Linked DNA regions of Mus musculus: region 1 is linked to region 2. Evidence: chromatin contacts called from public promoter capture Hi-C data. All regions are on one chromosome and are shown on one strand. The core of a region is the stretch at or near the end of the contact, and the rest is flanking DNA. Distances in the headings are between cores, read along the strand shown. Region 1 holds the start of Eps8l3 (EPS8-like 3). Region 2 holds the start of Cym (chymosin).

What was found. Promoter capture Hi-C pulls out the DNA fragments that hold promoters and counts their contacts.
Region 1: a promoter capture Hi-C map of hippocampal neurons shows a contact between it and region 2, with 3 times the contacts expected there. The contact joins the promoter of Eps8l3 here to the promoter of Cym in region 2. A contact is called at or near these places in 8 of 39 promoter capture datasets (3T3-L1-derived adipocytes, the C10 cell line, HPC-7-derived erythroid cells and 3 more), 18 of 484 Hi-C or Micro-C datasets (B cells, the Ba/F3 cell line, the G1E-ER4 cell line and 7 more), 2 of 115 datasets of contacts at active chromatin or transcription factors (T-cell acute lymphoblastic leukemia and pancreatic cancer cells) and 1 of 9 other capture datasets (embryonic stem cells).

The regions. Positions count from the first base shown.
Region 1 is chr3:107,875,818-107,878,945 of GRCm38.p6, forward strand. It overlaps Eps8l3 (EPS8-like 3), which reads left to right and starts at 1,413. Exons shown (of 19, transcript NM_133867.2): 1 at 1,413-1,549.
Region 2 is chr3:107,219,768-107,223,033 of GRCm38.p6, forward strand. Cym (chymosin) reads right to left here and starts at 1,965. Exons shown (of 9, transcript NM_001111143.1): 1 at 1,878-1,965; 2 at 1-8. The coding sequence starts at 1,939.

The DNA of each region.
Region 1 (3,128 bases), core at 163-2,662, 660 kb after region 2:
CCAAAGATGTCAGCTAGGTCTCTGTTATGTGTTGAATCCCTGCCCTACCCTGTTTCCAGGTATCCTACAGGAATCCCTGCTGTGCTTACATTGACTTGAAAGACCCTTAGGAAGGACAGGGCCTGGTCTGAGCTGGGAAGAATGAAGTCCTGGTTAGTCACCCAAACCCAGCCTGAGAATGGAATATGATTGGCCTTTAAGAATAAATAAACAAATTAAGGCTATTCAAACCTGAAAGTGGTACAAACCAACAGAAGGCCCAGGGAGGTCTAGGGGGCTAGTTCACACAGGATGGTGGCGAGATGCTGACCAAACAGGCAGTTTGACCTCTAGGCCCCAGAAATTGGCTGCCCAAAGGACCTTCCTGGGGGCTCACAGCAATTCAGTTGGGAGAAGTCCCTCCTAGGTCCAAGCCCTGGACTCTAGGCCATGAGGACAATACTGGATGACTGGGGGAAGCAGGACATCATCTCTCACTTGGTCCTGAGGAAGCCAAGGACACATTCCTGACTGCAGGCTATAGTTATATGATCTGTGGGAGTCTTCTCCACAGATCCTAACCCCAGCAGGGCCTGCGACTCTGTCCCAAGAGGCTTAGCTCCCACATGAGCATCCCTGCCCCTCTCTGCTTCCTTCTACTTCTGCCTTAATTCCTTTGCTGTCTATGTCTGAGCTCCTACATCCAGCTGGGAGTTTCCAGGAGGTAAAAAGTCTGGCCTGCTCCAGGTACCACAGGAGGTTTTTAAACAAAGCAACTTGCAGGAACTAGCAGGTTCTTGAATAGCAAAGGGAGGCCTTAGTTTGAAGGCATCTATTAGGGCCTGGGGGGCATGGGGCAAGGTGAAGAAGAAAGAGTAAAGAACAAGTGTGACCAGAGGGGAGAAGGGACAGGTGGATGTGGCCAGGATGAAATAGCCCTCTTTGTCATACCCAAGTGACCCTGAGCCTACCCCAACTTCTCTGGCAGGCCATGTCCTATTCATGGGCAAGACTTGGGCACACACAATCCCACACTCATGGATGCAGGACAGAAGCATAAAACACACATTCCAACCCAAAGCTTTTCTTGAGCCTATGGTCCATCAGTGGCCTGTCCCTAACTCAGAAACTAGGCTTAGGAGACCACATGTGCCTTCTCTTGTTTGTGGCCCCAGTACCTAATGCTAACCCAGGGGCCTCCCGAGGAGATATGTAAAAGGTAGGGAGATGAGGGGCCACACCTGAGGTCAGAGGCCAACAAGGAAGAAGCTGGAGAGCAGGGGTCTCGGGTAAAGCTCTGGCACCTGTCAGCACAGACACTTCCTCAGGTCCACTACCGTGCTGTGCGGTTGGTGGCCTGAAAGGCCTCTCCACCCTCTAGAGTCCAAAGACCACAGGTGTGGCTTCCTCAAAGCCTGCTTCCTGGCTCTCAGGCCACCTGATCACCAGTAGGTCTCTGCCTGAGGCGCTGGCAGAGAAGCCAAACAGAGCTCCCTCCAACATTAGTGGACCACTGGCTCAAGCATCAGACTCCTTGGGGGACCAAACACCAGGCGGCACTGGCAACCAGGTAAGAGCCTATTTCCAGTGAATAGCAAGGATTGGTGATCCTGGGGCCAACATGGACATCTCGGTGGCTTCCTAGAGTTGGGGCATCTTGCAGTGTCTTCTTAGATTCACGAGCAAGGATTAGCCTCAGGAACTTAGTACCTGCTGGAGACCAGAAAAGGCAAGGAGCTCTAGAAGGCTTTTCCCCTAGGTCAGCCTTGTAAATACCCCTTCCTTGCTCTATACACCTACACAAGGGAGAGCAAAGGCCAATGCCTGGCACTAAAAGGGCCCAGGCAGGTCAAACAGCACCCCCAGCCCTGGGGTGTAGTATCTTTAGTAGTAGCTGTTGAATTATCTCTACCAGCCCACAGGAACACCTGGTGATTTACAGGGACCATTCTGATGTGAAAGACTAGGGCAGGGCTGATCAGAAAAGGGCTCTTTTTTTCCTTCCATTTAGAAGCAGGAATTGAACGCCACTGCCTAGGGAGGCGAGGAAAGGCAGAGGGGAGAGTCAGGCTTCCAACACTCTTTGCTCTTATCTAGGATCGGGGTTTTCCCCACAGGGAACAGAGATTAGCCGCCTCCTCTGTGTTCCCATGATGCTCACTTGGAGAATAATTTTTCCATCTGTGAGTCATCTTATCCACTCTCTGTTATTTTCATAACAGTCCCAATAAATGGGTGTGAGTGCTTCCTTACACTTTGGTCGGGATATTCCAGGGTTACAAAGAACCCTAGTGCGCCAAACAGATCGATGCATGAAGGCACTCAAAACCATGGCCACGGATAACACATTCTCTTGACACATACACACACCCAGCACACACAAATGCTGGACGTTTAACTCCACTCCATTTCAAAAGATGTGTGTTCTAGCCTTCCCCTGCCCCCATGACCCACCACCTAGTGACAGGGACACATTTGTAAGCCACAGAGTTCTGGTTCACTTCCCTATTAAACAGTCAGAGTGACTCTAGGCCTGTTGTCCTCTCGGATAACAGTTTCAGCTCTGGGGTTGTTTTGAGTACTAGCTGGGTCACTGAGGCAAACCCCTTAAAGCTGTGCTCACCAATTGGTGCTGGAGAAGTACCAGTGGATGGATGGAGGTGAAGACTTAAGAGGTAGGGTCAGGAGAGGCTTGGCAGTGGGCTCGGAGTTCTGTCAGGGCTGCGGTGACCACTACTGTTGTCAGAGAGGATTGAGCAATGCTGAAAATACTCTGAGCAGGTGGTGGTTAAAGACAGCTTTACCAGATAGTTGGCTGTGAGCTGCATTTAGAGTTCAGGTGGGGGAGAGTCTCTGGGAGAAAATCTGGAAGCACCAGGAAGAAATGAGGCAGGAGTGGTAGTCAGACATCAGATGAGTGTAGGTCCCAAGCAAGTTCCACAGAGCACACCTCACTCCGTATAAATGTCTGTCTGTCTTCTATCTCTAAATCTGTCTAACATATAGAGACACACATATGCACACACACACAGTCTCTCTCCCAGTCTCTCTCTCACAACACATACACACAAAGTCTCACACACAGTCTCTCTTTTCTCTCTTTCTCTCTCTCTGTCACACACACACACACACACACACACACACACACA
Region 2 (3,266 bases), core at 715-3,214:
GGGGGATCCTGAGGAGATGGGGTAAAATCACAATAAGGAAGACTGGGCTCTATGAACCATCTCCACACTCGCTCCCAGCTCAGCCTCTGGCTGGCAATCCACTGGCATCGTCAGTGACTTTCCAACTTTAAAAATCATAAGCCAAAGTAAAATAATAGATTCTATGTTGCTTTACAGATCACTGTCTAGTGTCATTAACTACTACACTCTGGTATTTCTTGTTACTTTTCTTTTTCAGTGTGGTAGAGACTCGCTACATTTGTTTTATGACACCTTAAGTGATAAGTTTTGTTACTCCTGGTTTGAAAGATACTAAGAACACTGTCACTTACTCGGTCACTAAATCCTCCCTGTGACCTTACTGTGTGCCAGAAACTGTCCAAAGCACAGAGGTCACACCGTGAGAAGGACCTGTCTATGCAGAGACAGTGATGTCTCCTACACAGTGGTACCTGCTTCCGGCAGTGATACCACCTTTTGCCAATTGCTTTTCTCTGAGTAGTGTTTTCACTAAAGTGGCTGGAAATTCTTCAGGACTTCCTCAGCATGAGCAGGACACCAAACTGGACCTCTTGGCCCAGCTTAGGTTTGGGATAATAAAGGCAATTCAACTGGGGAAGAAAAGATCAAGAGAGAAAACTGCAGGAAAAAAAAAAAAAAAAAAACAGTTCTCGACCTGGCTCTGCTGTGTTCCTTGGCAACGTGAAATCTGCCACAGTGCCCTGAGCTCCCCCAGGAGATTCTCCAAGTCCTCTGCACATCCAGTGGGAGGCTGCTGGGGCCCTGGGATCTTCACTTTAGGGGATTTAATGCCTTTATCTTCAGTTTCTTCTTATACAATAGGGCTAATCCTTCCTTTCCAACACTGTTTTATTCTGTACTTGACCATTTAACCATTTTCTCTCCCCATAGATTAAAGTAGAACTTTGTGCATCTCACAGTCCCTAAAACTTCTAGCAATCATATCGTTTTCTCTAAGAGCTAGTTGAAAAGACAACTTGAGATTACAGAAGTATAGGTGCCATATAGCGGCTTCAGGAACCTCTTCTTCCAGAGGAAAGCCAGCTATAATCAGAATGCAGCTGCTACCTCATGTCAAAAGGCCACCCTTGTCTGGAATTCACCCCAGGATCCTCATCTCCGGTTCTGTCTCTTATCTAGCTGCCATCACACCTTGGACTTGAGAAAAATTCATTGCCAGAGAGCCCTCACTAGCAAAGATACTCAGCCTCTTTTCAAGGATCCAATCCAAGAAGGTATGCAGTCTTTTCTGTGTTCAGGCCTTGGCAGAACACACACATGAGCACCTGAAATGGGGATGGGGGCAGCAAGAGTGCAAGTCCAGCCAGGCTGAGCCCTGGAACCTCCAGCGCTAGCCACATGGTGTTGGGTAGCACAGAGACTCTCCCTGAACAATGCTCTCAGCTGTAAAGTGCAAATCATCTAACCCACGGCCTGAGAGGTGATGCCCTAGTTATTTTTAGAGAACCTTCAGACCTCTCTAAAGGAGTTCTTACACCAGGAAACCTAGTTTAATGAGCGCGCATATAGATTTCACAGTAGGTCTAGTACTCTTTGAAGCATTTTACAAATATTAACTCACGCAGTCTCATAACAACCCTAAAAGATGGGCATTGTGAAGACCCTAGTTTCACAGCAGATGAGGAAACTAAGGGTGATAGAGCTGGGACCGAGCACTGAGTAGTTTTGTTTTTCTTTCTAGAAACTATGCTTTCCTATCCCCCAGGCTTCTTGCCTGGCTCCCTCTCCTCGGGGTCACACTCAGTGTGTAAAGACAAGAGTGAAAGCAAATTCCCCTGGAGTCTGAGGGCCGGAAGAGCAACAGTCCCCCTGCCCACCCAGGGTCCAACATTCACCTGGTGACCACATGGCTCTGGGAGATGGCGAGAGCAGCGAGGAGCAGCACAAAGCGCCTCATTCTGGATCACAGGAAATGGCCTCTCTAGCTAGTACCCATCCTCTCGGCCTTTATAGAGCGGGGCTCCTTCTGGCTGGATGCCCAAACTTCAGAGGCACCCGAAACTTCAGACCACTTCACAAACATAGTGAGATAGCACCTTCACTACCCAAGACCCACACTGATAAGAACTACAAAGTCTACCATTCTAAAGACTTCAACGTTGAAGGGTACACAGGCCTTCAAGCTGGGAAAAGTCAACACGGGCCCCTTTACCCCAAATCCCCCTCTAAACGGGACCTCTGAGCTAACGCAGGTGGGGCTGCTACCAGGAGGAAGGGAGGCTGAGATTGCATGTAGAAGGCCCACTCGGGTGTACAGGGAGAACACACATACAAATATGTTGAGTGTTCTATTGGAGACAAGGTCAGAAGCCAGATAGTTGTGCCTTCTGGCCTAAGAGAGATTTGAGACAGGAAAGACCCTAAAGCCTGTATCTGTAACTGTATCTGTGGAGACAATTATGTACCAGGCCTATGAACTGGAAAATCAGGATGAAGCCAGGAGAAGTTGGGCAAATTGGAAGGCAGGAGGTTCAGGAGTATGATATACAAGAGAACATGGTAACAGCTTCCTGCTGTTAGCAGGACAAACATCTGCACAGAGAGGAAGGCCTGGCAAGGGCAGGGAGTGGGGACAGGGCAGGATGCAACAGCTGAAGCCAGGTGGGGGATCCGGATACATCAGCCATTCTGAAAGAAGTGTCAACTGAAATTTCACACATTTGTCTTATGGGGGCTATAAGAGTTCCCCAAGAGGCCAGGCACAGGAGTATTTGAACAGACTTAAGGACAGGAGTCAGGCCTGATCCCTACCATGGCAATGCCCTCCTTTGTGGACATCTCTTCACGAAACCACCAGGTGTGTCCTCAGACTGCCAGGAGACTGCTGCTTCTCAGGCTCCTGAGAGGTGGCCACAGGACACGCAGCTGCCATTCCACACCTTCTACTCCCAAAGTCAGAGAAGTAAGGGGCAAAATCAATACTAAGTGGTGAAGCTTATTTCTTGTTTTCTTCACTTAACAGTGCCGCTCTGATGGGCCAGGGCCCAGAGACCCAGTAGCAGTTGATGACCCTGCGTCTGGACTGTATCTCCATCCATACTTTAGCACTGAGAAAGATGTACAAGAGGTACTCAGGGGATGTTTGAATAAGCAGGTGTGTGACTGAGTGTTCTTGTCATTGCCTCTGATAAGCATCAGAAAGTAGCTGGTGACACCTGTGTGACATGCTGCAGATGAGGAGACAGAGGTTCAGAGAGTCCTGTTATAGTAGCCTGGCATTGTCT